Linked DNA regions of Mus musculus: all the other regions are linked to region 1. The links are chromatin contacts, called in public Hi-C and promoter capture Hi-C maps. All regions are on one chromosome and are shown on one strand. Each heading gives the region's core, a stretch centred on a gene start, on an enhancer-like site or on the middle of the called end of the contact. The rest is flanking DNA. Distances are from core to core; before and after follow the strand shown. Region 1 holds the start of Nudt4 (nudix (nucleoside diphosphate linked moiety X)-type motif 4). Region 2 holds the start of 4930556N09Rik (RIKEN cDNA 4930556N09 gene). Region 3 holds the start of Vezt (vezatin, adherens junctions transmembrane protein). Region 4 holds the start of 4933408J17Rik (RIKEN cDNA 4933408J17 gene). Region 5 has its middle 23 kb from the start of Gm46240. Region 6 has its middle 85 kb from the start of Mir3966. Region 7 holds the start of Dcn (decorin).

Evidence for each region. Promoter capture Hi-C pulls out the DNA fragments that hold promoters and counts their contacts. Hi-C and Micro-C count contacts between places; a contact is called where the count stands out from the background.
Region 2: a promoter capture Hi-C map of hippocampal neurons shows a contact between it and region 1, with 4 times the contacts expected there. The contact joins the promoter of 4930556N09Rik here to the promoter of Nudt4 in region 1. A contact is called at or near these places in 4 of 39 promoter capture datasets (hippocampal neurons, liver, pre-B cells and 1 more).
Region 3: a contact with region 1 is called in a promoter capture Hi-C map of pre-B cells, with 2.6 times the contacts expected there. The contact joins the promoter of Vezt here to the promoter of Nudt4 in region 1. A contact is called at or near these places in 3 of 39 promoter capture datasets (liver, pre-B cells and stem cell-derived epiblast-like cells) and 1 of 115 datasets of contacts at active chromatin or transcription factors (embryonic stem cells).
Region 4: a contact with region 1 is called in a Hi-C map of B cells, with 7 read pairs. The contact joins the promoter of 4933408J17Rik here to the promoter of Nudt4 in region 1. A contact is called at or near these places in 1 of 39 promoter capture datasets (pre-B cells) and 1 of 484 Hi-C or Micro-C datasets (B cells).
Region 5: a contact with region 1 is called in a promoter capture Hi-C map of liver, with 2.6 times the contacts expected there. The contact joins the enhancer-like site here to the promoter of Nudt4 in region 1. A contact is called at or near these places in 4 of 39 promoter capture datasets (the SN4741 cell line, hippocampal neurons, liver and 1 more) and 1 of 484 Hi-C or Micro-C datasets (pre-B cells).
Region 6: a Hi-C map of uterus shows a contact between it and region 1, with 6 times the contacts expected there. The contact joins the enhancer-like site here to the promoter of Nudt4 in region 1. A contact is called at or near these places in 8 of 39 promoter capture datasets (3T3-L1-derived adipocytes, the C10 cell line, cranial neural crest and 4 more), 2 of 15 datasets of contacts at CTCF or cohesin (large pre-B cells and pro-B cells), 28 of 484 Hi-C or Micro-C datasets (B cells, the C10 cell line, CD4 T cells and 18 more), 6 of 115 datasets of contacts at active chromatin or transcription factors (T-cell acute lymphoblastic leukemia, embryonic forebrain, embryonic limb bud and 3 more) and 1 of 9 other capture datasets (liver).
Region 7: a promoter capture Hi-C map of second pharyngeal arch cranial neural crest shows a contact between it and region 1, with 3 times the contacts expected there. The contact joins the promoter of Dcn here to the promoter of Nudt4 in region 1. A contact is called at or near these places in 4 of 39 promoter capture datasets (the 3T3-L1 cell line, frontonasal cranial neural crest, hippocampal neurons and 1 more).

The regions. Positions count from the first base shown.
Region 1 is chr10:95,561,675-95,565,577 of GRCm38.p6, reverse strand. It overlaps Nudt4 (nudix (nucleoside diphosphate linked moiety X)-type motif 4), which reads left to right and starts at 1,432. Exons shown (of 5, transcript NM_027722.5): 1 at 1,432-1,916. The coding sequence starts at 1,821.
Region 2 is chr10:97,033,829-97,037,992 of GRCm38.p6, reverse strand. 4930556N09Rik (RIKEN cDNA 4930556N09 gene) reads right to left here and starts at 2,225. Exons shown (of 5, transcript NR_045358.1): 1 at 2,169-2,225.
Region 3 is chr10:94,033,859-94,038,028 of GRCm38.p6, reverse strand. Vezt (vezatin, adherens junctions transmembrane protein) reads left to right here and starts at 2,230. Exons shown (of 12, transcript NM_172538.5): 1 at 2,230-2,359. The coding sequence starts at 2,324. It overlaps Fgd6 (FYVE, RhoGEF and PH domain containing 6), which reads right to left and starts at 2,028. Exons shown (of 21, transcript NM_053072.3): 1 at 1,719-2,028. The coding sequence starts at 1,734.
Region 4 is chr10:93,586,678-93,590,676 of GRCm38.p6, reverse strand. 4933408J17Rik (RIKEN cDNA 4933408J17 gene) reads right to left here and starts at 1,264. Exons shown (of 4, transcript NR_045810.1): 1 at 907-1,264. Snrpf (small nuclear ribonucleoprotein polypeptide F) reads left to right here and starts at 1,019. Exons shown (of 4, transcript NM_027246.1): 1 at 1,019-1,138; 2 at 2,554-2,679. The coding sequence starts at 1,136.
Region 5 is chr10:96,922,382-96,926,471 of GRCm38.p6, reverse strand. No RefSeq gene overlaps it. Among named protein-coding and RNA genes, the nearest start is that of Gm46240, 23 kb to the right of the region's middle. Within about 2 kb of position 2,206, at least 26 of the 459 cell types and tissues checked have an H3K27ac peak or open chromatin away from gene starts, as enhancers often do. A contact at or near this core is called in liver, where this site is marked.
Region 6 is chr10:97,336,567-97,340,262 of GRCm38.p6, reverse strand. No RefSeq gene overlaps it. Among named protein-coding and RNA genes, the nearest start is that of Mir3966, 85 kb to the left of the region's middle. Within about 2 kb of position 2,097, at least 61 of the 459 cell types and tissues checked have an H3K27ac peak or open chromatin away from gene starts, as enhancers often do. A contact at or near this core is called in B cells, centrocytes, regulatory T cells and 1 more, where this site is marked.
Region 7 is chr10:97,477,308-97,481,572 of GRCm38.p6, reverse strand. It overlaps Dcn (decorin), which reads right to left and starts at 2,073. Exons shown (of 8, transcript NM_001190451.2): 1 at 1,784-2,073.

The DNA of each region.
Region 1 (3,903 bases), core at 183-2,682:
TTTCCCCTCTGGTCAAAGATCTGCGAGACCCACTACTCCCAAATCAATTTAATATTCCGCCCCGTGATTGGTCACTAATTCTCTGTTCTTAGGTTCTTATTCGACTGGAGGGGCAGGGTCTGACCGGTTTTGTAAGATGCCAGAGCCTGGCACACCGGAGGCCTTCCAGGAATGAAAAACAAAACGGATGTGGCTGTCTAAACAGTTCTGTGGGAAGTGAAGCTCCTGTAGGTTAGGAGTTCGGGTTTTGAAATAGGGTCTCATGTAGACCAGTCTAGTCTCACCAGTTCTAAATGGCAGGGAATGGCCTTGAATTCCGAATCCTTCTGTTTTGGGCTCTCAAGTGCTGGGATCACATACCTGGGATTCCACACCTGATTTGGATTAGGGGTTTTCTTGAATTCCAGTGATGTCAGGTCTCCTACTTTTTTTCTTTTTCTTTCTTTTCTTTCTTTCTTTCTTTCTTTCTTTCTTTCTTTCTTTTTTTTTTTTTTTTTTTTGGTTTATGGTTTTAGGTTTTCGAGACAGAGTTTCCTCTGTATAGCCCTGGCTGTCCTGGAACTCACTCTGTAGACCAGGTTGGCCTTGAACTCAGAAATCTGCCTGCCTCTGGCTCCCAAGTGCTGGGATTAAAGGCGTGCACCACCACTGCCCACCGGTCTCCTACTTTCTATCTTGGCTCTTCAATAGCACTGAAATATTGGGAGTTGTTCCAAGTGCCTAAAACTGTAAGCTTCCAGACAACAAACATCCCACTGATTTACTGCTATGGCCTTACTTAGAATGAGATACACACAGAATAACAGCCATAACCAGTGTTCATGAATGCACTCTGGAGGGTCAGCGGAGGTGGGGATGCCACAACACAGACAACTGGCTATAGTCCACTTCAAAGCCTCAGCTGACTCTTCAAGAGCACATAAAAGCACTCTCATCGAAACAGAGGAAGTGGGGAGAGGGAGAAGGAAGGGGAGAGGAGAGAGAGAACTCAATGAATTTAACCTTCCTAGCCTTCACAAGCAATGCTAACCGCGATGCTTCAGTAGTCCTGCCATGGCTCCGGGGACCTTGGCTCCAGGACCCAGTACTGGGGTCCGTCCCTAAAGGGAACTCTATCGGACCTCTAAAACGGAGAACGAGGAGGTCTCTGCTCGCTTCCCTTCCCTGGCCTTGTACAAAGCGCACCCCCCCCCCCAAAAAAAAAAGGCCTCTGGAGCACTCGCCCGCGGGCAGGGCAGAGCTGGCGGAGCCCTAGACTTAGGCCTCGAGCCCCGCCCCCCGGCTGGTCGAAGCCGCGCCCCCAGCTCCCCACCCTACCCCCGCCCGGCAACGGTCCTGGCGCGCAGGCGCACTGGCGCGCCCAAAGGAGGGAGCGCGCCGGCGCGCGCGCGCGGGAGCCCCGCTTAAATGCGGGCGAAGGGGGCGGCGCGCATCCTCGGCGTCTCTGCCCGGTCTGCACCGTCGCTTCCAACTGTCTCCGCGTGGCACGAGCCACGAGCCGCGCTCTTCCCCCGGCGGCGGCGGCGGCGGCGGGTGCAAGCAAGGAGTGGCTGCGAGCGGCGGCGGGCTCCATGGAGAGCGGCGGGCGCCGGAGCAGAGGCGGCGCTTCCACCGCTGCGCCCGGACTGCAGTGACCCGCGTTCCGCCCCGCGTCCCGGCGGCCGCCCGGCCTCGCCGTCCGTGTCCGTGCCGCCGCCGCCGCCCGTCCCACCGGCGCCCGAGCATCGCGACTTCCTTCGGCCCGACTCCCCGGCGGGGTGGCGGCGGCCGGGTCCCCACGGTGGCGGCCGGAGCAGCGGCTGCAGGAGCCCGGCTCTAGGATGAAGTTCAAGCCCAACCAGACGCGGACGTACGACCGCGAGGGCTTCAAGAAGAGGGCGGCCTGCCTGTGCTTCCGCAGCGAGCAGGAGGACGAGGTAAGCGCGGGGACAAAGGCTGGCGACCGGGCTTCATCCCGCACCCCCCTGCACCGCCCGGGCCTGCGGGTCACCGGCAACCCCCACGCCCGGAGCTGGAGATCGGCCTCCGGGGTTCGCCAGCCTGCCTTTTAGACCTCCCATTAGGTCGCAAGCTGTTGGCTTCATTACGTAGATACCTCCTTTTGCAAAGCGGACTCCGCTTTTAAAGTTTTTCTGACGACCGAAAGATGGCCAGCGAGAGATGTGGAATGACGCCAGAAGGGACAAGATAGGCCAGGAACGGGGCGAAGTTGCCCTTTTCAGCCCGGCCATCTCTCGCTCTTCTGGTTTCTCAAGGCTGTTCTGCGGTGTGACTTGACATCTGGGAAGGAGCGGCGTGTGATTTTACCCGACCCTTCGCCCTGCTTTGGACGGATAGGGACCTTTGGAGTAATCTCTGGGAGAGCCTATTTTATTTCACTTCAGTTCTATTCGGTTTTAAAATGATTCCGTTTTCATCCTGCTCTGGATAGTTCAGTCACTTGGTAGCTGGGGGAAATCTTGTAGCGCTGCCACGCCTAAAATGAACTGATAGAGGAAAAAAAGTTAGCGTTCTGAGTTCTGCTTCTGTAGCCGCGTCCAGGGAAGCACCAAGCATAAAACTGGAGATGGGATCTAATGGCTTCCTTATTGCTAGCCCCTGAAGTTATGATAAGTATGACAGCGTACACTCAGTGGTGGTTAACAGATAGCCGCGTGCTTGAAAGTTAGGATCTTTAAACCGCTTTTGCTTTTTATTTATTTATTTTAAAGGTTGATTTGAAAGCTTCTAAGTGTTAAACCCAAATCCCGAAGGAACTTCTAGAGAAAGGTCTTTGAGCTGAGTCTACTTAGAAGAGAACGGAATATAGGACCTTTTAAAAGTGCACAAAGGACAAAAAAGGCCAACAAGCCTTAAATGCAGTCTATCATGGGGTGGGGGGAGTCTTTGAAGGAGGTGCCGTGCTAGGGCAAGGCAAACTAAGTATAAAAACATGTAATAGCGAATAGTGACCCAGGATCCAGTCTGACCTGTTCACTGCTCTATCGGATTTTTAGCTGAGCGTTTACAATGAGTTAGGTGCAACCCGGGAGTGTTACATTTAATCCTTTTAGCACTTGGAGGTAGTACTGGTCCGCCCTGTTTTATAGGTGAGAAGACGGCTTTGAGCAGAAATTCTTTGTCCAGATGACAGAATTAGGTAGCAATCATAGTTAGGGATGTAGTTCCTACCCCAGAAAGCTGGCCTCTTGGTAAAGGGCCTCTGCTCAGCAGTCGGGTGCTCCGTGTTTTGTGAGGCTAAACTTGAAAGCCTTTTAAGTTACCTTTGAGATTGTGCCATAATACACAGTTGGAAATTCAGGGCCCATTTTGTGTGTATGTGGGGGGGGGTGTCTGGGGGTGTGGGGGGTTGTTTGGGGGTGGGATGTATCTGTGTGTGTCCCTAGGGGAAGCTATGAGGATAGGAGAAATCAAAATTATCTAAATTGTGTGTCTGGCAAGGCAGTCTTGACAAGAGCTCCATAAATGACTTTAAGCAGGTAGGTGGATTGGTGTGTGTGTGTGTGTGTGTGTGCTTGGAAATTGTTTCTGCTGGAAGCGTTGCTAAAGGAGATAGCACCATGGTCGAGAGCTTGCCTCGAACACAGGAGCCTGGGTTCAATCCTGGGCTCCTCTCTCTCTCTCTCCAGGAAGTTGCTGTAAAATCATTGCTACAGCCTGTTTTCAAAATGAGACCAGTATTTTTAAATACAGTGAGATGAGCAAGGCTTGGGGAGTATTAGAGAAACCCATTATGTAAAGCGCTGGCTCTTGGAGCCTGTAGGCTGGGGGACCCCGGTGAATCAACTTGTTAGGGGATATGCTCTGAGGGAAGACGCTGGAATTCTCCCGAGCACACAGCCAACTTTCAGCATCTGGTTTGGCTCTTTGGAAATTTTACTTCTGTGGTTGTGTACAGTTGAG
Region 2 (4,164 bases), core at 976-3,475, 1.5 Mb before region 1:
ACAGACCTTGGAAAAAGTCTAACTTGCCTAGACAGTATTAAAAGAGATGGAGATGAAACGGATGCCCACTCATTGAATTACTCATTGGAAAGTGTTATTCCACCCAAAGGTGATAAAGCTAATCAAACAAAACACAATGTATGAGATATGTCTACTCTCTGCAACCCATCAAATCTTTGAGTTGTCTCTGCCTGTACTGGAAAATCATTTCCTACAGTGACTTCCTGAAGGTCGGAAGCTTAGCTTCCACAGATCTCGAACACATTACAGGATCATGTTCAATAATTTTACTCCAGTAATTTGGCACCATATTCATGCTAAAGATAAAATACTACTAACAGCAAAATTTTTAGCAACTCTGAAAATGTCACTTTGTTCTCTTTTATCAACGCCCTTCAGAGAAATGAGCATACTGTCATCTGATATTCTAAAATGCTTTCTTCCTTTTTCTGCTCTTCATACTTCCTGCACTATATTGCGATTATGCTTTTATTTGTCTTATTCTCCCAGAAGAAAACATAATTAATGTTAAAATAATGGAATTTTATCACCCACGTGAAAGAAAGATCCTTGGTCACTTGCAGGAAAATAAATGGAAACAGAGATCACTGTGAAAAGAAGTTAGACTCACAAAAGTATCTCCTGCTTTCTCTCACATACTTTAGAGAGAATCTAGACCTAAAGAAGGAAAGGACATGAAAATAGATATATAACTATGCAGAAAGGAGGGAGGAAGGGGGAAGGAAGGAAAGAAGGAAGGAAAGAAGAAGGGAAGGAAGGAAGGATGGGGAGAGGGAGGGAGAGAAGGAGGAGGAGGAGAAGGAGAAGAAGAGAAGGAGGAGAAGGAGAAGGAGAAGGAGGAGAAGGAGAAGGAGAAGGAGGAGGAGGAGGAGAAGGAGAAGAAGAAGAGAAGGAGGAGAAGGAGAAGGAGAAGGAGGAGAAGGAGAAGAAGAAGAAGAAGAAGAAGAAGAAGAAGAAGAAGAAGAAGAAGAAGAAGAAGAAGAAGAAGAAGAAGAAGAAGAAGAAGAGAAGGAGGAGGAGGAGGAGGAGGAGGAGGAGGAGGAGGAGGAGGAGAAAGCAACAGTAGCAGCCAAGGAAGGCAGAATCAAGAGAGGGCAGTGAGGATGTATGATCAAGCTATGTTTATAGGCATCTATGAAAGTAACTTTTAATTAAGAGATGATCTTAGATTCTCTTTACTTCTGTATTCCCATTGCTAAAACTGTTACCTAAGATGTAATAGATTTTTGTAGGCTTTACAATGAATGAACGCGAGGACTGACTCTCTCTCCTACTCTGGGATCACCCATACTGACACACATTTCATATTTCTACTGGAATATCCATTAGGCATCCAGCTCTACAATCCACACAAAACGTTTCAGTTTTCTTTCCCTCAAAGCTTTTGATTTAATCTTTTCTTTTTCCTCTTAGGACACAGACATGTGATTACACACCTTTGCTGAGGCCAGAACTGTTCCCAGTACTTTCCTACAGGGTACTGTTCTTGGTCTCATAACTGCTCTACTGGCTGAGGGTTCTTCCCTGCCTGAAAAGCAATTCTTCGTAGAAAATGAGTGGAGGGACCCATGGCTCCAGCCACATATGTAGCGGAGGATGGCCTTATCAGGCATCAATGGGAGGAGAGGCCCTGAGGCCCCAGTGTAGGAGAATTTGAGGTCAGGGAGGTGGGAGTGGGTGGGTGGGTGGGTGGGTAGGGAGGAAGCAGGGGAAGGAGGAGGGATAAGGGGTTTAGAGGGCAGCGGGGAAGGGGACAGCATTTAAAATGTAAATAAAGAAAATATCCAACAAAAAAAGAAAGGAAAAGAAAATATCCAGTAAAAATAATTTAGACAAAAAAAAAAAAAAGAAAGAAAAGAAAAGAAAAGAAAAGAAAAGAAAAGAAAAGAAAAGAAGTTCTTCAAATGCTGGATTTTAACAGCTCTCATTTGACAACAGTGAGCAGTGGCCGTAGGCTGTCAGAAGCAACCCCAAGTAACTCTCTCTAGTGTCCCTCAGTGGCACAGGTATCAGGATCCCTTGTCAATAGCTGAAGTTTCAGCTCTCAGCCTGGGATCTAAGACCCTCGACCCTGCTGTCTTGAGTGCTCTCTGGAACAATCGTGCAGGCCATCCTCTCCAGCTCCTTGCAGTCTTTTGTCAGCTCACCATGGTCTTTGCTACCTTTTTACTTCAACTCTCCGTCTCCATGGCTATCCCGGAACTGCTCAGCTAGCTGCTGCTTCCGGTTGTCAGGCTTGCTGGCTGCTTAGCCCCTTCCATAACTCGCTGGCAGCTGCGGGGATGACTTGAGATAAGTACTCCTGCTACAAATGTGTTTGGCTGTGAGACAGGGAAATCGCTACCCTTGAAAACCTGAGCCTCCAGCGGATCTTTGGAAACTGGGAAACCTAAGCTTAGCCAGGATGACTCAAGTCATTTGCTAAGGATGGGAGCTCGGAGTGTAGACGGTGTCGTTGCACACGATCCATCACCAGAACATGCTGTTTGATCAGACTCTGTGCTGGGAAGCCGGGAACAGAGTTGGGAAACAGGCCAGACACAAGGGCACTGTTCAGAAGTCCAGCATATGGAATTGGCAGACGGGCAAGAGCCACTGGGGCACCTCTGAAGCTTCAGGGTCTTGCTTAGCTGTCACCTCTTTTGCCATTGCCTCTCTTATCTCTGCTGGTTTTTTTCCTTTGTTCATCCAGCTCAACTGAACTTCAAAAGCAGGTAAGAAACATCACTTGACAGAAGCCTTCATTAGGACTGATGGAGGGACAGCAGAGCGCAAGAAAGAACTGCCAGCAGACTTCATGCCTGAGTCAGCCCAAACTTACTGCTTAGATGGCCCAGGAGGGTGTTTGGACCAACCACAGCCACTTGTTTGAAGCATTCAAAGCCACTTAGCACCAGTTGCAGAAGTCTCTCTCCACAGGTGGAAGTGTCTTTCCTGCTCAAATTGCAAGGTCACCCAGCGTTCATCAGGGCTTGTGACAGTGGGAGAGTCATCTGCCACAAACTGCTTCCAATAGACCTGGCTCTGCTGTGCTTTCCAGAGCCGGGGCAATCAGCTATGGTTCCACACAGTTGTCTCAAGGGACGCGCATTGTTCAAGATGGGAGATGCTGGCCTCAAGATGATCCAGTTGGCTGTTAGGTTGACAATCTTTTGCTACAGGCAATTCAGACAGCAAGAAAGCTCAATATCTGGTAACTTTATGCCGGATTTCAACATCTAGCATATTTACAAGAAAAAAACCACCACCACCAACATCAGCAGAGCTTACAAATCTGTATTAGAAAAACACTGGCAAAATCTTGATAGTTTTATAACAAACACCTGCCCAGCGCCCCAAGGACGTCATATGCAGTCACCTGCATGACCTCAGGGTTGACCGGTCTGTTTCTGTTTTTTCCAGCCTGTATCTCTGTATGCTTCAGCTACCCTGGCCTCAGAGCTCCTGGGACCCAGTTTATTCCATCATGCTACTTTATTCACGAGCTGTTTCCTTCACATAAACTATTTTCCCTGGAAATCTGCTTGTGTAATATCCCTTTATGTCACTACGGTTTCAACTTTCATCCAATCCATGTTAACGCATTTCAGAGCTCCTAGCATAAATCATACCAAGATTAGTCTGTATAACACCTAGCTCCCTGTTTCTTACATTAGAAGATTGCAGTGAATTTATTCAATCTCATACTTACCTACCTGCTTTCTTACTCTGGTCTTTATTTTAAAGTGTTTAATTTCTTTCATTAATGTTAAAGGCCTTTAGTAGGTCCTTGCACATAAAATACTTTCAGCAAAGGGTATTTAAGAACAAAGAAAAAAAATTCCATGAATTTATAAATAGGTGTGTGAAGGAATGCATAAAATATTTTAATTTCTGGAAATGTATACTACTTTGATTATGTCAGTACTAATATGAAATATTTATTTTATGGTCCTTGAGCGCTCCACTTTTACAGCTTTTATATAGCTACTATAATTAATATTTTTATTAAAAAACCTATGTTGTAAGTATAAGAAAATAAAGAAAACTTGCATACTGTTTCCGCTGCCATAATTCATGAGTAAATAATACATTCTGATTGTATTAAGTTTATGCTCTTCTTCCTGCCTTTCTCTTTCCTCCACAAAACGTCTTCAGTGTTAC
Region 3 (4,170 bases), core at 981-3,480, 1.5 Mb after region 1:
TTAATAAATTTCATTATTATGAAACCCCCCCCCACACACACACACACGACTAGCAAGGAAATGTATGTATAACTTCATATAATGGGCAGGAAAGAGAAACCTCAGTCCTCTTCCGTATCCCCCTAGATGTAACAAAAACTTACAATAAATCTCATCAAATCGGTGAGCAAAAAAGTAATGATTCTCAGCAAGCCATTCTTAAAAAAAAAAAAAAATCAACTCACTCAGCTAGACACAGGAAGTGTCTCTCTTTTAAATACCACAAAAATGCTGTGGATTTCCTTAATTGTAAAGTTGATAAGTATAAAAATAGCTAGCCTTGTTCTGGATTAATTTGAAGAAAACAATCGTAAACTTCCTGACTGAATTCTAGAAATTTTAATTATTAAGTTTTAAGTTTTTATTTTAAATTAATTATATTAATTCAGTCATTTTAAAAAGCTGAACGATGGCGAGGGTACAGAAACTTGGGCTGAAAACGATCCGTTGTTTAAATGGAACACATCCCAAAACTGAGAGAAACGTTTGTAAATAACTCAGTGCATGATGATCACGTGATGAATGCACATCACTTCAAAGAGAATAAAGGTCTCACTTTCTTATTGTTACTAATTTCTTGCCTGTTTGAAGTAATCCGGATTTTGCCTAGCAGTGTGACTCCTTCAAGGCTTTAGAAGTACAAATCAGAACATTTAGTGTGTGTGCTCTCCTGACAGTTTTCAAGTTGCAGGAATGTTAAACAAACGCCAAAAAAAGCAAAGAAAATTTAATCTGATACTTAAGTGCTAATTCTAGACCTAACTGAAGTGAAACTTACGCTCTTTTACTACAAAATCTCTCATCAAAGTTTCTTCTGATGTGGATAAAGATGCCTTTAATATATCCCATACCTTATTAAATTCTGGCTTTGAAAATGTGCTGTGTTCTTATAAAGAGACTGTCCCTTGGACACAAATTTGGAAGATTAGAAACTGTTCCTTAAAAAGGTCACAACACAATGAGCCAAAGTGCTTAAATTCACACAAAGGTAAGGAGAGGCTTTGTCATTTGGGTGAGTGGAAAGGAGGCAGACTGAAAATAGGGCTTTGTTTACACAGTCCAGGTACGAGGGGGGTGGGGGGGGGAGGAAGAAAGGAAGGAAGGAAGGAAGGAAGGAAGGAAGGAAGGAAGGAAGGAAGGAAGGAAGGAAGGAAGGAAGGAAAAGGTGAAGATGAGCAAAAAACAGGGAGGGGTAGGTGCAGGGGAGGGGGCAACTCGGTTTTGTTTTATTTTACCAACTAATAGTCCATACTCACTCAGGTAATAGGGCTCAAAACACCAGGGTGCAAACAGCTCTATCCAACCCTCCTTACAAGCGCGAAGAGTTTCAGTCAATAAATACTAGGTTTTCAAGCAACGCGGGCTAGTGGCGGAGTTTCTTCAACTCGCTGGAAAACTGTCCTAGCTTAGAATAACTGACTCCTCCACACCGGACTCCACGCTTCCCACACCGCGCACAGGCAGCGACAGCGCCTAAGTCACGGAACCCGAGCAAGCTCCGCGACGCCGTCCCATCACCTGGGCTCAGGGGTGGGGGACGCATCCCGGGGACCCCACAGCGGGCGCGGGCGACCGGCGCCAGTCCCGCACCGCCCACCCGCGGGGAACGCAGCGGGAGCCGGAGCCCGCCGGCGCCCGCCGCGACTACTCCCCAGCCCGGCGCGAGCGCAGCCACTTACCCGCGGCAGAAGTCATGACTGCCCCGCGCGGCTCACGCCCTCAGTCCATGGCTCCCGTTCAGTCCACACTCCCCAGAGTTTGAGCAGAAGACAAAAGTCCCCGCAGCGCCCACATTCCGTCCCGCACCGCCTGAGCGCCTCACAAAGGACGGACGCCGGCTCCCGCGACCCTCCGGCGGACCCGGGCGCTAGCGGCCAGCGACAGGGGGACGTGCACGAGCGCCGCTCCGCCGCGCTCCGGGACGATCGCCAGGCGCGCGCACGAGAGGAGATCGCAGCGGCTTCGCGGACGCGCGCCCCACCTCAACTTGAGAGAAAAATCCGCGCTCCAGGCGCCCCCTAGTAGTCAGGGGATGTAAAAGGCAGACAAAAGCCATAGCTCTCTCCAATAGGAGCTCTGGAACGCCCGCCCGCTCCCGCCCCTCCAGCCTACACGCTCACCCTCTTCTCCAATAAGCAGGTCGGAAAGGGGCGTGGGTCGCGATGCATGCCGGGAGTTGTAGTTTTCAGTGCCCCCGAGGTGGGCAGGAGCCGAAGCCTGGGTGCTGCCCGCCCTCCTGCCTTCATTTCCCATCGTGCTGAGGCGGGTGGTATGGCGGAGAAGGATGACACCGGAGTTTGACGAAGAGGTGGTTTTTGAGGTGAGGAGAAAATGGCGGGGAGTGTGGACCGTCTTTGTTTCCGAAGGACTAAAGGAAGAGCGAGAAGGCAAAGCGATTCAGAGGGGAGGGATAGGGTGACGGGCGCCTGCGGGCCTGGGTCCCCAATCCTCCGCTGTTTCGGGGCCTACTTGCTGCAGCCGCCTGACAGGTATAGCTCAGGGGATCCTGGCGTGGTTGGCCTCTGCCCCGAGCTCGCCCAGAATTCCCAGACCCGGCGCAATTGACCGGCCCTGGGCGGGAGCCTTGATCGGTTCTTACCCTATGGCTGCACCGCCCTGGACTGCGCCTCGTTGGGGCGGGGCCGAAACGTGCTGGATATTCTGTCTACTACTTAACCTCCTTCCCTTTTTATCTTTGATTTTTGCGGGCCTGTTAATCCATAAGTGCCTCCGGTCATCATCATCATCATAATCATCATCATCAAGGTGTGGCCTCTGGAATGCAGGCAGGCAGCAGGTGCCTTTCTATGTGGGGTTTAAGGTCTGTTAAGTGAGACCTGTGGCCAATGGTGTGAGCTCTGGCGTCTCAGCACCTAGGTTCCATTCTTTTGTCCTTGCTGTTGCGCTAAGTGTAGCCAGTTCTGAATGGAAGCTCTGGTCTGGATGTGAATGCTTTTGTGTTGGACTATTTTAAGATGTCTCTGCCATCTTGAATTTAAAAAATAAAGCCTAGTTAATGGCTTTAGTGCCATTTTTACCCCATCAGACAGGTCAATACCCACACCCTGGAACGTGTATGTGTATGTATTGAATATGTATGCCATACTTTCCCTCAGCCAACTAGATTTCAGGGAATTCATACAAGAGAAAGAGAAGAAATCCCCCGTGGTGTATAATGGGAGGGTGAGGTACGGTACAGAATGTGAAGTATTGAGATATCTAAAAACTGCCCGTGGAAGCATAATTTGGAACCCATTGTCCACTCATAGCACTTTAAAAAGCTACACACAGCAAGTGATACCCTAGGTAAATCTTCAGCTCTGAATGAAATTAGGAAGATTGATGGGAGAAAATGTACTCCAGGAAAAGGGTTTTATGTATGCCAAAGATCGGGGTGGGGTGACAATACTGAACGTGCAGCTTTAGGGGCTGGAGTATGGAGGGTTGCAAAGTGACTTAATATAGCTACAGTATCGAGGAGGGAAATATGACTGCTTTGCTATTATGAAGGGTCTAGATATGAGGACTTGAGTAGAGAGGACAAAGGCATACATTTTGGAAGTCAGAAAAATTAATACTGACTTGGATATTCATCTCTAATATGAAATTGAGGGAATGGCTACAGATTGAATGTGGGAGATAAAGAGGAGAAAAAAGTAGGTGGCTGAAATTTTTATTTTTTTACCCTGCTTTCTTTGGTTTCTGGACATAATAAGTGTGTTTTTGGTTTGCAGAGTTTTATTGGTCTGGGGATGTAGTTCAATGGGTAGAGCGCTTGGCTTGAATGCACAAGTCTCTTGGTTCAATTGGCAGCGCCACACAAACCTGATAGGGTGGTATACACGTGCCTGGGATTCCAGCACTCAAAAGGTGCTTTTAAGAGCATCATAAGAACTTCAAAGTATCAGCTACTTAGTGAGTTAGAGACTAGGGTGAGATAGGAGAGACCCTATCTTAGAAAACATTTTGTTACAAAAGATAAAAGCAAAAAAAAAAAAGATCTTGGAAGTTTCAAATGTGTGACTATGTTTGCATGGGGTTTTGTTTTGGTTTGGTTTGGTTTTCTAGTGTGAAAGATGTACCACAGAGTTTTGAATCTATTTTTATGTAAATTTAACTTTGTCATTAATC
Region 4 (3,999 bases), core at 15-2,514, 2.0 Mb after region 1:
AGTCAAAAGAGAGAGATGGGTCCCCGGCACATGAAACTTTGGATGGTTGTGAGTCACCACCATGTGGGGATGGGATTCGAACCCAGGTCTTTTCACGTGCGAAAAGCGCTCTTCTCCATTGAGCCAACACCCCCAGAATGTGTTGGCATACTTTAATAATATAAACGACAGTCTTTAGGCTTAGGCCTGGGCCAATCTCGAATCTCGAGTTATTTGGGGAATCCATGCCAAAAAAACAAAACAAACAAACAAACAAAAAACCGTTCAGGTTCATATAGGGTTAGATCTCCCGAAAAAGAAAAAAGTACTCTTTTTACACGGGTTTCATATCACAGGTGAAGCGATACTGAAATGTTGAGATTATGGGGAAATTAAACGGGGTTCTGATCGATAACTTTCCATCAGAGCGATTAACCTGTGGTAGCGTCAATAATTCCCCACATCCTATTCACAAACACACGTAAACGGACCTCCTTTGGCCTCTGGTTCTGGGAATGCTTAGACATCAGAACGACAAGAGGCCACCACATTATCCGAGACTTAACTTGACCTGGTTTCAACTGTTGTAAAGCCCCACTTGAGTGCTTTTCACTAGCACTCACGTAGTCTTGCTACCCCAGCTTCCTTTAAAAACCCGCAAGTGGACGGACATTCTGTAATAAAGAACAGTCCCATAAAAGGGGGGCCGTGCCAGAGGTGTTCCCCAAGTGCTGGATCTATGGGAGGATGACCTCCAGAACCCGATCTCGTTCTTTCAGCTGAAGGACAGACTAAACCTTCTTTAGCTAAAGAAACCAAGTCCGTTCGCCAGGGCACTTAGCTTCCCCTTGTCCCGAAGCAAAGACATTGGGGTCGCTCAATCGTTCCCACTTCGAACTTGAGCAGTGGACACAAACACACGCTTACCTGGTTGCTAGGAAACAGTACCGCCATCCCCTCCAATCAGTAAACACGTCTTTGGTGGCCAATCACAGAAGCCGAGACAACGCGGCGTGAGGTGAAAGGTCAGGCCGCTTTTGTCGGCCATTTCTCTTAGCGCGGGTCGCTTGGTTGTAGCGGCAGCCGCTCCGGTCACGAGGGGCGGGCAGCGGCGGAGTCGGCGGCTAGCGGGGTGCAGCGCTCGCCGGTGGTCGCGATGGTAAGGACGATGAGCGCCGCGGGGGCTGGAGGACGGGCGGCCTCGCGGGGCCCGCCGCCCCCTGCGCCTCCCATTCATCCCCACGAGGCGCCGCGCGGCTGGCCGCTCGCTCCTGCTCCCGACGTCGGAGGCCTTGGCGGCGCGCGCGCGGAAGCCCTTCCCCTCCCCGAGATCCCCAGCCACCTTTCCGCGTGTTGTTTGTCCCGGAGCCTGAGGTGTAGCCTAGTTTGGGCTCACAGGGTAGGGGTAAACCGAAGCGAGTTTTCCATTTCTACCTAGCACGCTCCGCAGTGCGCCATTTATTCCTTGCTGTTGACAATTTTAGCAGATTGTCCTCTGGCGCAGAAAACCCCGGCTACCCTTCCACTCATTTAATACTGATCTTAGGCGCCAGGAAGATGGGGTGGTAAGGTAGACTCTGCGTTTTCTTAGGAGTGGGAGGTAGGCAGCCGTCAAATAATAACAACAAAATAAGCAATTACAAGTAGCGGTGATTGTTAAGCAGGGAGCTGATAGGATGCTCTGAGAGGTGCACTGCCTAGTTATAACGCAGTGGAGGAGCGCTCTTCTCCAGAAGGTGTCAAATAACCAGACATCCAGGTCACAGAGCAGGTGGAAGAGTATTTCTTGCGCGAGTTCCAAGTAGAAAGTAGGTTTGACCAGTTGGAATTGACAAGAATTGACCGCTGCTTGCAAGAATGATGGTTTTAAAATACAGCCTGGGACCTTAACGCCTCCTAGGAAATATGAGGCTCTGTCAAGTGCAGTTAGAGACCATTGGAGCATTCTTTTAAGTCACAATAGTACATGACTTGATAAGTGGTTTGTGGATGATAAATTATAGGCAGCGTAAATTGGCTACTCATTTAGACCCTGTGCTCTCCAAGATTCTTTGGGATGGTGTGTGAGTGGAATGGAGTATGGGGGTGGTTATGAATTTAAAGGGAATAATACTTCTTGATTTAGCATTAAGAGGCCCTCTCACTGACGATATTGAGCTTTTTTTTTTTTTTTAATGTCTGCAGAGACCACCCTGTACCTTTATTTTGATTCCTTTAGAGCTTGGATAATGTAGGTATTTGGGGCTTTTGTCCATTCGGCAGTGCTCAAAATGGAACTAGTGACCTAAGTATCCTAGGGCAGTGCCCTGTCATTGTGTTACACACTTGCCCCACTCCCATCTGTCATTCGACATTTAATTGCATAATTCATATTTTCGTTTCTGTCAGTGGACTATGAAGTTGGCTAAATGGGTACTTAAATTTCTCTCAGACACCCTCCAGCAAATTATAAAGTGATGGTGGATCGGAGTTTACCCTGTGTCATAAAGTCTTGACTGGTGTCTCAGTAGAGAGTGGGTGGTGGAAGCTGAGGTAAGCAAAAATTATTGAGTGCTGCCTTTGGTTTTTATACAGAGTCTACCCCTCAACCCCAAGCCCTTTCTCAATGGGCTGACAGGGAAGCCAGTGATGGTGAAACTTAAGTGGGGCATGGAGTACAAGGGCTACCTGGTCTCCGTGGATGGCTACATGAACATGCAGGTATGCTGAGGAGGAGGAGCATGGGTGAGGAGCAGGAAACCAGGTTTCTACTGTGTCACCTTACTCCTCAAAGGTTTACTGAGACTGGTGGGAATGCGCACAGATTGACAATAGAAAGTGGAGTCGAGATTAAAGTATGAACCAGGGAGGAGGTTGAACCATGATGTTCTTAGGAGTACTTACACCAGAACACAGAGCTTTGACATTTGGTCTCTAAAGCAGAAGGGAAAACTAGTTTATTACAGAAAACAATGATTCAGCCTGTCTTTTTCTAAGACGTGTCTGTATAGGCGATTAGCACTATGATGCAGTGGCATTAGTACTCAAATGGAACTCTGTACCCATTAAATAGTTCTGTTACCACCTGTAATCCACCTGTAATCCAGCCCTATGATTAAGAGTGGGACTGTCTCTCATGTAAGTGGAATGTATTATAAATTCAGCTAACTTCAGATCAAAAATTCTTAAGAGAAATTATATCTTATGTTCGAGGTACACAGTCCTTTTGCTTTCTCCACTGTACTAGGCTATGATCAGTCTAGAAATTAGAAGGACATTAGGTTCTATGCAGATGCTCAGCTATTTGAAACAAGGAGCTCCAACACCCTTGGTCCTAGAGGCCCTGGAACAAAGCCCCATAAATGCCCTGGGGTAGGCTTTTTGTCCTTTTGTCTGGTTTGATTATAGCTTCAGGATTCATTGATAGAAGTTACTGCTTTTCAGGACTGAATAATATCCCGTTATATAGCTATAACGCATTTTTACAGTCTATTATGTTTGTTTGGTTTTTTTAAAACATTATTTTATGTGAGTACACTGTCACTTTCTTAAGACACACCAGAAGAGGGAATTGGATTCCATTACAAATAGTTGTGAGCTACCGTGTGGTTGCTGGGAATTGAACACAGGGTCTCTGGAAGAACAGTCACTCTTAACTGCTGAGCCATCTCTCCAGCCCCATCTGTCCAGTTTCTTGTAGGGATCAAGCCCAGACCTCTGTACATGCTGACCAGCAGTCTGCCACTAAGCTACATTCTCAACCTGTTCATTCATTTTGATTTCTAGTTTTTAATTTTATTTTATGGATGTCTTGTCAGTGTACTATGTATATGCCTGCTGCCCATCAAAGTCAGACAAGGGCATCCGTCAGCACTCTAGAACTGCAGTTATGGATGCCGTGGGCACCATGCGGATGCTGGGAATTGAACCCAGGTCTTCTGGAAAAGCTGCCAGTGCTCTTAACCTCTGGCCAACTCTCCAGCCTCAAACAAGCATTTTTCCAAGTCTACTTTTAACTCTTTGGAGTATATACACAAGTCG
Region 5 (4,090 bases), core at 957-3,456, 1.4 Mb before region 1:
AGACAAGGATGAGCTGGTCTGGCTCCAACTACTGTGGATGCTTCTCTGGGCAAACATGCTCTGGTTTACCAAGAAAAATCTCAGCACTTCTATTATTGAACTGGCTAATTTTTTTATGCCACAGGTGCTTGGTACATGCCACTCTTGTCTAATGTCCTTTCCTGCTTCCTACTGGCAGGATCACCCTTATGGTACAATACAAAATATCCAGACAGTCCTGTAATAGGGGACACAAGGAGCTTGACATTTGATTGATTAGTAGCAAATTCTCCTCTCATTCTGTCTTTATAATGAGCCACTCTAGCCAAAGCCAACATGATAGGAGAGACTCTATTTCAACTTACAGTTTTTAAGTAGTCCTTTATCACTGAGGAAAGTAAAGGCAGGAACTCAAACAAGAACTAAAGTAGAAACAACATATAAATGTCTATTGCTTCACTCTCTGGCTTAGGCCCAAGTAGCTGTTGAATGCATCCAGGGACCAGTTGCTGAGAGCTGGTGCTTCTCATAACAGGCTGGGCCCTTCCTTATAAGTCAACAGCTGGGAAAATGTCCACCACAGACATGCTCACAGGCCAGTCTGATCACGGCAAAGTTTCGATTGAAAATTCCCCTTCTCTGGGGAATCCAGGTTGTGTGTAGTTGACAGAAAACAAACAAACAAACAAAAAAACAACTAACCAGGACCAGGACATAAGGAAACATTACTGAGACCCAATGACAACACAATGACACAAAATTTATTACATGCTCATCCCATGATGCTACCTGTATCTATCATGGGTATTATATTGACCTATGTGAACCTGTTGAATTGTGCATGTTTGGCATTTTTCTTTTTCGATTTTACATGTATTCGAATGGGAAAGATAGAGGAAAGCCTCAGATATTACACCTCAGAAGCTGTCTACTTTATGAGACAGTCTCTCACTGACCGGGGACTGACTGACTAGGTTAGGTAGACTAGCTTATGAGGCACAGGCATCTGCCTGTCTCCACCGCTCTGGGCTTCTTCATATGGATTCTTCTTAGGTCTCTATGTTTGTACTGTAGGCAACTTACCCACTGAGCCATCTCCCCAGCTCTTTGCAGACTTCTTAAGAGATTTCATTTTCTTTCCTTTCCATGGCTAACAGAGAGCCCAACTCAAAACTCTCTGATTTGTGTTCATAAATAATTACGAATGAATTACGGTGCATCAACCTTTCTTGGATAGTCAACAAGTACCAATTCCTTCACATTACCACCACTTTACATGTTAAAATTTCAATGTAATTCCTGCCCTTGTGTCATGCTTTCAAATGACTGATGTGGAGCTGGCATAGTGATTGATCTCAGTCTTTTGTCATAAGAATAACAGCTTCCAGGGCAAGAGAAAAAAAATTTCAAACTTGTTCTTCCAGTGGGGAGTGGTGAAGTAAAGGGCAGAGTTAATGCCAGCAAAGGTCCCGTCGTGTTTGGCATGCCCGATGTTTGCTGTACTTTCTGTCCTGTGTGCTGGAGCTTCTGTTTAACTGAGCTGAGGATTAAAGTATTGAACAAGCAAAGAATTGCTCAACTTTCCTGAGTGGGTGTGTCTCATTCAGTATTTGACAGAAAACCTGTCATTTGAGTATGATATATATTTGCTGGGGTAAACCTGGATAGCTCAGGCTCAAAGGTCTTTTCTGCTCACCTGCAGTGGTAAACCCAATGTCTGCCTTACCTTCAGGCACCGAAGCCTGAAACACATTAAATTTCCATCTCCCCCCACCCCCACCCCCGGCCATTTGGATTTGAACAGTCTCTAAAACAGTCCAGTAAACAAGCAGACAAGACTCCACTTGAGTCTGCTTTATAACCTAAAGCTAAAGCGTTTGTGGAATCACAGACCAGGCTGGGGCATGTCAACTCTGCATTGAAAATCAAAGAATTGCAATTTAAAGGTAGAGGGGCAGGGTGGGGCGGGGCAGGGCTGAGCTGTTAAATCAAAATGGATACAGCTGGGTTTGCTTTTCAACATGTCTAGATGTGAGAAGGAGGTCAGAAAAGAGATGGGTGTGCTCTGCAGTTGATCTGTGACAGAGCAGTATGGCAACAGGCCTATGTAAATTAAACAACTTAGCCAATATGGAAAACACATTTTCAGCAAGTAAATAATGCCATTTAAGGGGTCTGATTGCTAAAGCAGCCTCATTGCTTAATGGGAGGACAGTCATTCATTCAACAAATATTTACTGCCTAGCTCTGAGAGACTGGCAAGGCTGAACATTGGTAAGCAATCACTTCTGCCCTGAAGTTTGAATGTTTTTTTTGTGATGAGATTTTAAAATATTATGGAGATTTTGTTTTTCTTTCTTTGAGATAGGGCCTTACATTTCCCATCCTGGCATCAAACTCAAGCTTGTTTTTAAGCAGAAGATGATCTCGAATCTCAGCATTCCCTGCCCACTTACCCACTTCTGAGTCTGGAGACATCAGGCAGTGTCCTGAGACACATCTGGTTTATGAGATCCTGGGCATCCAACCTATGTGCCGAGGAAGCAACTGAGCAATATCTTCTGCATGAAATAGGTCATTTTCAGAAAATCAATCAATTTGTATGAAAGACCCAAAGATAGGAAAACTGCTTTTCTGTCAACACAGATGTTTGAGCAAAGCATATAAACATATTCCTAGTCTAACCTGTATCTGCGGGAATCACTCCATCCCAATACATCTGTATACAAGGATATATATGGAAGATAACACTTTTGGAGCCTCAGTTGAATGTGCTGAGTTTTGTCAGTGATCAAAGGAGACCACACTGTCTGAATTATATTCATGAAGAACACAACTACTTTATGGAAATAGGGTTTCAGGCTTCAAGTCTTAAATTTTAAACTGTTTGAATCAAGATGTATAAAGTTATGTGAAGTAAATGACAGACACCCCCCCCCCAATTTAGGCAGCTATGGATGCCATCAAAATGGCAGAATGTAGAATGCAGTAACTGCATTCTAACAGGATGAAAACAGGAGAAAAATCATCATGGAGGTGTGGCATAAAGTCACCAGAGACAAAGTGACCATCATGGACAAGGTCCAAGCTTAACAGGATGGAAGTTGGTGGACACATTAGCAGACCCCACTCCTTTGGGCGGAGAGATTCATACATTATATTACTGAAATGTCAACTGTCACCCATGAGAAGGAATATTTCTGTCTATCCTTTTCAGTTAGTATAGACTTAAGAGTTGTCTACCATATCACTCTATACTGTGTCAATGAGCATCAATCGTTGGCAGTAGACTACAAACTCTCCATACAAAATTATTTGTTCAAGTTCTCGTTTTCATAGATCATGAGCATGCACAGATTCCATGCACCTTCTGTCACACTTACTTTAATTAATTATGCATCCATTTTTTTCACGAGTATTTATGAGGCCAGTTCCGTGCCAATTATTTGGTGATGTCACTGGTAACATTTTGCAAAGATCTGGGTTCCTTCCCATCGTGGTTTGAATATAGTTGTCCCTGGGGATGGCACTATAAGGAGGTGTGGCCTTGTTAGAAGAAGAGTGTCTCTGTACAGGGTGGGCTTTGAGACTGTCCTCCTAACTGCCTGGAAGACAGTCGTCTTCTGGATGCAGATGGATCAAGATGTAGAACTCTCGGCTCCTCCAGCACCAAGCTTGCCTGGATGCTGCCATGCTTCTAGCCTTCATGATAAAGCACTGAACCTCTGAACCTGTAAGCCAGCCCCAATTAAATGTTGTCCTTTATAATAGTCGCTTTGGTCATGGAGTCTCTTCACAGGAATAGAAACCCTAAGACACTCCTCAATTTGTCTTCCTATAAGTTTGATGTCATCCTGCCTTTTTATTTTTATTCCCTTGGGTTTATGGACTTTCCAAGATGTTGAAATCCCACCTGGGGTTATTCTGAGATGAAATCCTGGGGAGATAATTCCTATTCATTGTGATCATGAATGGAGGGTGAATAGAAGTCGGTGCCCTAAGAGGATCGTGGGAGAGCTTGCCTACCCTTTGAGCTCGTACCCATGTGTGAACACAGAAAGAAGCCACCCATCTGACACAGAGGAGGGCCTGCACTGGAGGCCAACCACAA
Region 6 (3,696 bases), core at 848-3,347, 1.8 Mb before region 1:
CAGCAAAGCCCAACAGAGATACTTTTATGTCAGTCCTAGATACGAAATGGAAGTAGTCCATAAGTCAGTTACATTCACCAAACAGTCGTAGAATAAACAAAGGAGTGAACAGATTTTGAGAATGATTGAAATTTGCATCATGAACATAGTGTTTTTCCAAGCATGTAAGAGTAATTCAAACTCCCACCACTAGAGGACGATAAATATACACCAAAAAACCCTACTTTCTTAGATCCTGAATCTGTTAAAAATTCCCGTAAGTAAAATAAAGAACAACTATTTAGAAGTACAAAAAATAATCCGTCAGTGATTCACATTTTTAATCTATTAGTTAATTATAATTTCATCCGTCTCGTCTTTGTCTCCATCTCTCAGTGTGAACATGTCTCTCCCTCCCGCTGTCTTTCCTTCAAGACAAAGCCTCTATTTTTAATCCCTATAGTAATTTTACAAGGTGTGACTGTGCGTTAGTAAGGAGACAAAGCTCGGAGACTGGCACATGGCTGGGAAATTGACCTGTCCAGAACAGAATCCTTTACAGAACACCTTTCTTAGGGCCACTCTATCTATGGTTATGGCTCCATTCTCTTGATTTCTTTGTAAATCCCCAGTGATTCGGCTCTACTTCTTTTAAAGTGTCTTTGCTAGTTCATCTGTATCTTCTGACATCACCTCCTCTTCCACCCGGAATGTCAGGTCTTCATTATCAACTGGATCAGATTTAGAAAGTCCATGGGGTATTTTCAAGGGAAATTCCAGAAGCATTTAACTGAAGAGGAAAGATCCACTCTTAATGTCAGTAGCACCATACCTGAGATGGGGCTTACACTTCATCTTTATTTATTTATTTTTTTAAATAAGTCTAAGAGGGGAGGAGGAGGAAAACTAGCAAGCCGAGAAAAGTAATACACACCCACTGAATTTGATATTCTGATGAAGACATCTCTCCTCTGAGTTTCAAGCAGAACTTATTCACTCTTTTCCAGAAGCAAATTTCTGGGGATTACCAGCACTGCCATGGCAAAGTACCACATGTCAGAGAGTTTAAACCACAGAGATTGGTCTCCTCACCGTTCTAGAAACCAGGACTTGAAGATCACGATGCTGGCAGGGCTGGGTCCTTCTGTGCCCTCATTCCTTGGCTTATAGATCGTGGCTACTCTTGGTTGTCAACTTAACTGTATCTGGAATGAACTATAATCCAGAAATGGAGGGCATGCCGGCCAGAGAGTTTCTTCTGGGTTTGAAATAGGTGAATAAACTTTTAGTCTGGACTTTTGAGGTGGGAAGACCCAGGCTTTTGATCCAGCTCGCCATTGATGGATTAGTTGGAATGCAGCCTATAAGTTATTCCGTGTGTGTGTGTGTGTGTGTGTGTGTAGGGGGAGGCAGAGATTCATTCTATAAGTTCTGTGATTCTAGACATCCTTAAGAGGCCACATTATCCTATATTTTCACAGGGCCTTTACTGTGTGCAGTTGTATACCTAAATCTCCTCATATTATGAAGACATCATCATACTAGGTCAGTGGCCACCTCATAAAACCAAACAGTGCTTAGTGCTCGCCAAAATAAACCAACCGGTGGTGCCCCATGTTCACCTGAATAAACCAACTGGTCCCATTGCTGACTGGAATAAACTAACCAGTTCTCAGTGCCCATCCCAATAAATCAGCAGAGCTCAGTGCTCACCTGAGTAAACAGACAGCGTTCAGTGGCTGCCCTAATAAACTCAGTACTGTGTGTATGGGGGGGAAAGGGGGGGAAATATTTGCATTAGCAAACAGGAAGTGTTGTGCCGTAAATTACTCTCATGTCACATTCAACAGCTGTGCCTCTGTTAGCTGCTAGAAGCCAACATCCTACAGTACCATATTCAATAATTCTTAGTACTGGGCACAGAGGCCTGTGTCCTAACCAGGGCTGCTCTCGGGCTAACTTCAGCCTGGTCTTCAGCTGAGGCATCTGTGGAACAAGGATCTGTGTAAATAAGTTTCACATTAGTAAGAAAATTGGAGAGCTCATTGTGGGAAAGCTGGGTGCAGTCAGGGATGACTAATAACCTTAACCCGAATGGGTCACAGTGAGCTCAATCAACAGTAATGGAAGGCACTTCAGGTCTTAGGGGATTGGCCAAAAGTAGAATGGCCCTGCCTACACGTTTACCCTGGAGAGCTGAGGCTCTCATCTTCATGCTCAGTCATGCAGAGGCATATATATAAACAGAAGACCAACTAAAGTTCAGCATAAATTGGCTAGGCCTGAATAAAAGTCTGCTGTTGGAAAGTCCTGCTGTTTGGATATCTGTTATTAGATATCAGACATCAGTGAGGATTATTGTTTATTCATAATAGTCAATAGGAATATATATATATATATATATATATATATATATATATATATATATACATATATATATCTTCCTTATGAATGAGCACAAATTAAATTTGCTTAAAGCCACAAACAAATTATGCATGTCATTTACAGATGTAAGGTTTATATCTCCTTAAGAACCTAACATATCTGGTGTATGGAAGATCTATGATTTTTTGTCACCTACATTTTTATTTAATTTATTTCATAACATAGAGAGCTTTGTCATATAAAGGTAAAAATCCTTAAACCAACTCAGCTTGCTATCCTCCTTCTTCCTTCTCTTCTCCTCTTTTTCCTCCCCCTCTTTTTCCTCTTCCTCCTCTTCTTATTCCTTTTTATTTATTTATTTATTTTTAATTTAGTTTAGGACCTCATCCCACTGAAGGTGCTGCCCTTATTCAGAGTAGATTAAGCCTTCTGGAATCACCCTCAGAGACACTTCCAGAACTGTTTCTATGCCAGTTCAATTGGCAATGAAGACTGGCCTAGTGACTTGAAGAGGGAAAATTCCTGGGAGAAGGATCTTGGTCTCCTATTCAAAGGACTGAAATAAGGAGTCACAAAGATTTGCAAAAGTAGCAAACTAATGTTTTTGTTTCTTTCTTTGTTTCCCATGAGGAAGGGTAATGTTCAAAGTCTGGTAAAATTAACAAGAAACAAAAGATTTTTGCCTTTTAAAATGTTGCTAAAAGTAGATAAATGACCACAAAGCATGGGAAAAACAACTGTGAAACAAAATCTTGGTTGTAATAGAACTAAGTTGTATAGACATTTTCTCTTAAGATACATTTTTTTTTTTTTTACAAATCTGACATAAATTTACATCAAACTAAAATCAAATCATGGATGTCAGCTATAGATGTAAGCTTTGTACATTCATTAAGAACCTAACATATCAAGCTGGGTGGTGGTGGCACACACCTTTAATCCCAGCACTCGGGAGGCAGAGGCAGGCAGATTTCTGGGTTCAAGGCCAGCCTGGTCTACAGAGTGAGTTCCAGGACAGCCAGGGCTACACAGAGAAACCCTGTCTGTAAACAAACAAACAAACAAACATACAAAACAAAAGAACCAAACATATCTGGTGTATGAAAGTTCTATTTTTTTCCTTGAACATTTTAATTTACTATTATTTCATACCATGGAGAGCTTTGTCATATAGAGAACTATGTGTGTTGGTTACATACACATTTGAAACTAAAGGACAAAGTTTCTAATGACACTTCCATCATATCTGGCTTATTTATATATAGCATTGAATTATGCAGATTATAAAAGCATTTCCTCTTAGAGACATAAATACTGAATATAATGCTCCAG
Region 7 (4,265 bases), core at 824-3,323, 1.9 Mb before region 1:
AAAAGAAATGAAACAACGTAATCTCAGATTTAATAAGAATAAGGAGCATTTCTGGAGATGTCTCTTTGTCATCTACGCTCCAAAGCAGACATGCCTGGTGACTTCCCTATCAACCCTAAAAAGGAAATGTTGAGCCCAGGCTCTGAGGAACACCATCTTTCTTTATATGTGTTTACCTTGTTAAAATAGGACAAATTCTCTGCTCAATCTTCCTTTAGACTAAAGCCTGATACAGCCAGACTGCATACCACTTCATTAATACCCTCTCTCTCTCTCTTTCTCTCTCATGTGTGTATGTGTGTATATGTGCAAGTGTGCATGCATATATGCATGTTTTTGAACTCTGTTATCCTAAAAAAATGCTTATAAATTTTCTTCCAGTTCTCCCATGAAATTTCTTTTAAAATATTTTTTATACTACTCAAAGATCCAGCGTGTTTAGAGCAATTAACTTAAGAGAAATCTTAAGAGTCACTGGTCCTCAACATTTCTTCAGTGTTTTTTTTTTTGTTTGTTTGTTTTGTTTTTTTGTTTGTTTGTTTTTTTTTCCTTTTGTTATAAATGGCAACTAGAACAACAAAAAACAATTTACAAACGAACAGGTTGTGACTGAAGCAACACTATATCTTGTAGAAACTGTTCCTCTCAAATATTTGTAAAGCCATTTTTCCACTAAAAAGAGTTGTTTAAGTTCCGAAATGTCTCACCAAAAGTAATCTGTCTGGCCCCAAAACAATCTTTCTTTATTTACTTAGCTATTTCATCCAGGTTAACTTTTGTATAAACATACTTATACTGTTGTTAGGTGTTTCAGAGTTAAAACTTAACACGTATGTATGAAGTGAATCTGTAAATCCCTCATTTTAAGGTGAATTTAAAACTTCAGTAACAATAGGAATAATTAAAATACAAGCAATAAAAATACATTTGTCCACAAACAAGAACTACAATAAAACCTATGTTTCTTTTGGAGAGGTCTGCTAAAATAAGCAGCTGCAGGAAGAAAAAGCCACAGGCACAGAGATCACTGGAGTCACACACTGGGGCACACGTAACCAGTGGTCCTCTGCTTACTCTGCTTTAAGTTAAAATGAGAATCAACCCCCACCCTCACCTCATAGTGAATGCACCTCATAAGAAAGGTTAATTTGCATCGAAAATATTGACAGAAACATTTATAACCAAAGAGCTCTGCAGCTGTATTATCTCAGATCTTTAACATCATAAATATTTCCTGTGTTCCTTTTCACCTTTCTGGTAATAATTCCTATTCATTTCTGGTGTTGCAGAAGTAGGCATTATATTTCTACAGCCAGAGACTTGTCTTGCTGATGTTTTAAAGATTGTGAAGTATGCAAGAACACAGCACGAGAAGAAACCCTTAAATACCTAATTTAGGCACAAGCAATATGCTAGTTACGAATGCTTTTCTGCTGACAGTTTATAAAGAGCAAAGCATTTCATCAGTACAAACACAAAACTACCAATATAGACAAGTCATGGTGTTAGGTTACAAGTTTTTAATAAGCATATTTGCAAGAACAGAAGCAAGAGCACAAAACCAATGCATTCAAACAGTTTTGCCTTTTTGTTTGTTTGTTTTACCGAGTACTTAACTTCTGTTTTCAAGCAATTCATTTCTAACGTTGTCTAAAGATTACTAAAAGTTTAGCACAGCTTCCTTCTCGTTCCTTTTTCTCACCAGATATTTTCTTCTGCCCTCCACTTGACAGAAGCTTTATTAGCCTGTAGCAGAGTTCAGGACAATTATTGAAAGCCATACCTTTTAATCCGGGTATTTGCCACAGGAGCCCTCAAAGCTGCGATGTAATTAACACTAACTATGCAGCCCAGGCAAAAGGGTTTGCAGGTGTGGAAAGAAGGAGGAGGGGGTGGTGCTGCCCTGTGACTGTCACTGGGTTGAAAACCTCCTGCTTCTACTCCATAGCACAGTTAAGAACTAAGGTTTCACTGCGTGAGCGCATCCAGCTGACACCCACATTAGATCATATGGTAATGATACGTCTCTTGTATTGTAGCCAGAAACTTTATCGGCCCCCTTCTCCCTCCCCCTCCACATTTGCTTTATCCCTTTGCATCCGCCCAGCATTCCAAACTGCTTTTGTAGTCTAGTGGAGCAACTTGATTTGAAATTTGTCTTTTTTTTTTTTTTCTAAAAGATTGTAACTGAAGAATTTGTCTCCCCACCCCCAACCCCATTCCAGTCTCCACCCTTTCCAGTCTTGTTTGTAAGTAGTATTTATTATCCTTCTGAAATGACTTTTTTCCCCCTTGCTTTGGAGATGTGTGGGTCTGGAAAATGGAATGGCATTAATCCTAAAGCTTTTTTAAATGTGGTCTGCAGAGAAGACTAATTAGACTTCCATAGAATTACTCCTGGGCTCTGAAGTTCAAGTGCTCTGGAGTTCTCTGTGCATTTTGAATGCATTTCTATGGTGTTCTGGGACAAAGCCAGAATTTAATCTGGAAAATATGTTGTTTATTATTTTCATTACCTACGGCTTCAAAAACTTCCTTACTGTCTATTCTTTGCTGCTGTTGTTGAATAAAACACATAGAAACTAGACACTGATTACAATAAGATTTAGTTTGTAAGTAAAGAAAAAAATAATAATTTTTATAGATGGGTCCCTTATGTAATTAGGACTTTCTGTGGCTCTTTTTAAATTTCAGTAAATAGGCAGGGGGAGGAGAAGAAAGTGCAAATTGAGTAACATGTTTATTCAGGCAGTGAAGAAAGTTTTTGGAGATTTTATAATTCCATCTCTGGATGCTGTGGGTTGCTCTGTTTGCCTTCCCAGGTTCTGACTCGCATTTTTCTGCTCAGGCCTCCAGGCTCTGATCAGGTGGGGACTTGAAGCCACCATCTATGAAAAAGGAGGAGATTCCCCCTATCCTTCCTTTACCCACCTAAGTGCATGCTTTGACAGGAAATATTTTTTTATTTTTATGGAGCTGGAAGGAATTAAATTCTTGAGAGGGAATCTGAGGGAGGGGGAGGATGTAGCTAGACTTATTTTGACTTCTTTCCCAAGTCTAACTGCCTGTCTTTTAACCTCTCCCTCCACACACTCCATTCTTGCAGAGTCGAAGCATGCTGAGTGATTCTGTTGAGTCCAAGTGTTCGCTGACATTGGTGTAAGGAACATGCCCTTTCTTCTGGCACTAATTGACTTTCTCCTCTGAATGTTGCTTGTATTTATAAGTTTCTTCTGACATGCGATAACTCCTTGCTCATTGCCTCACTCCCAGAAAACACACATAGTCCCTCTAACACAGTTACTATAGTCATTGTCTTTCTTAATCGATGATTTGTTTCTTAGCAACACTGAACTTCACTCTAGTGAGTCAGGACAAATTGTGGCAGCAGTCATTGCCTAATGTAGAATAAGACAGGAGATGAAAGCAAAGAAATAGGAAAGAAAAGTAGAATAAAGTTGGCAAGAGGAAACAAAAGATGCATATAAATTAGTTTGAATTTTTACTGGTGGGGCTGTTAGGTTTAAAGTTCATATCTGGGTTCTTCCCTTTGATGACAGGTTTAGGAATTAAAGCAACTCCCCTAACCTCCCCAAGCTTCAGTCTCTGCACCTGTGGAATACATAGAAAACGTAACTCAGTGGTTAGTCTTAGATGGAGCTTGAAAGCAGACAATGTATAGAACAAATTTATTTCAACTTACTTTCAGTATAAGTGCGCCATAAATATTACTTTCCATTATTTTCTGGTGTGTTATATAGTTTACAATTGAACTAGCCAAGAAGAGTTGCTCCTCCTGTTTTGAAAATATAAAAATTGAGAACCAGTGACCTCTCCCTGCCCATGAAGCTAAGTAAGACCCAAAGCACAAGGCAGCTCCCAGAGATTCTAATTCTGAATCCAGGTTACATAGCTGTGCTTCATCATAAGGAGAATGAGCACACACACAGGAAGAGTTACTGTTAAATCTCTAAGATACGATGCCTTCTCATTTTCAAAACTGCACACAAGTTCAATACCGGGACCCAAGAGACAGCTTAGAAGACAAAGGTACTTACAGCTCCTAGCCTGTCAATCAGCGTTGAACCTCTGGAAGCCAGGTAAAGGAGGAAGTAAAGAGTCAATGCCTCAACCACATATTACACACACACACACACACACACACACACACACACACACACACTCACACACACACACACACACACACACACACACACACACACACACACTCACACACAGGCACTTTAATCATCATTGTAATCACC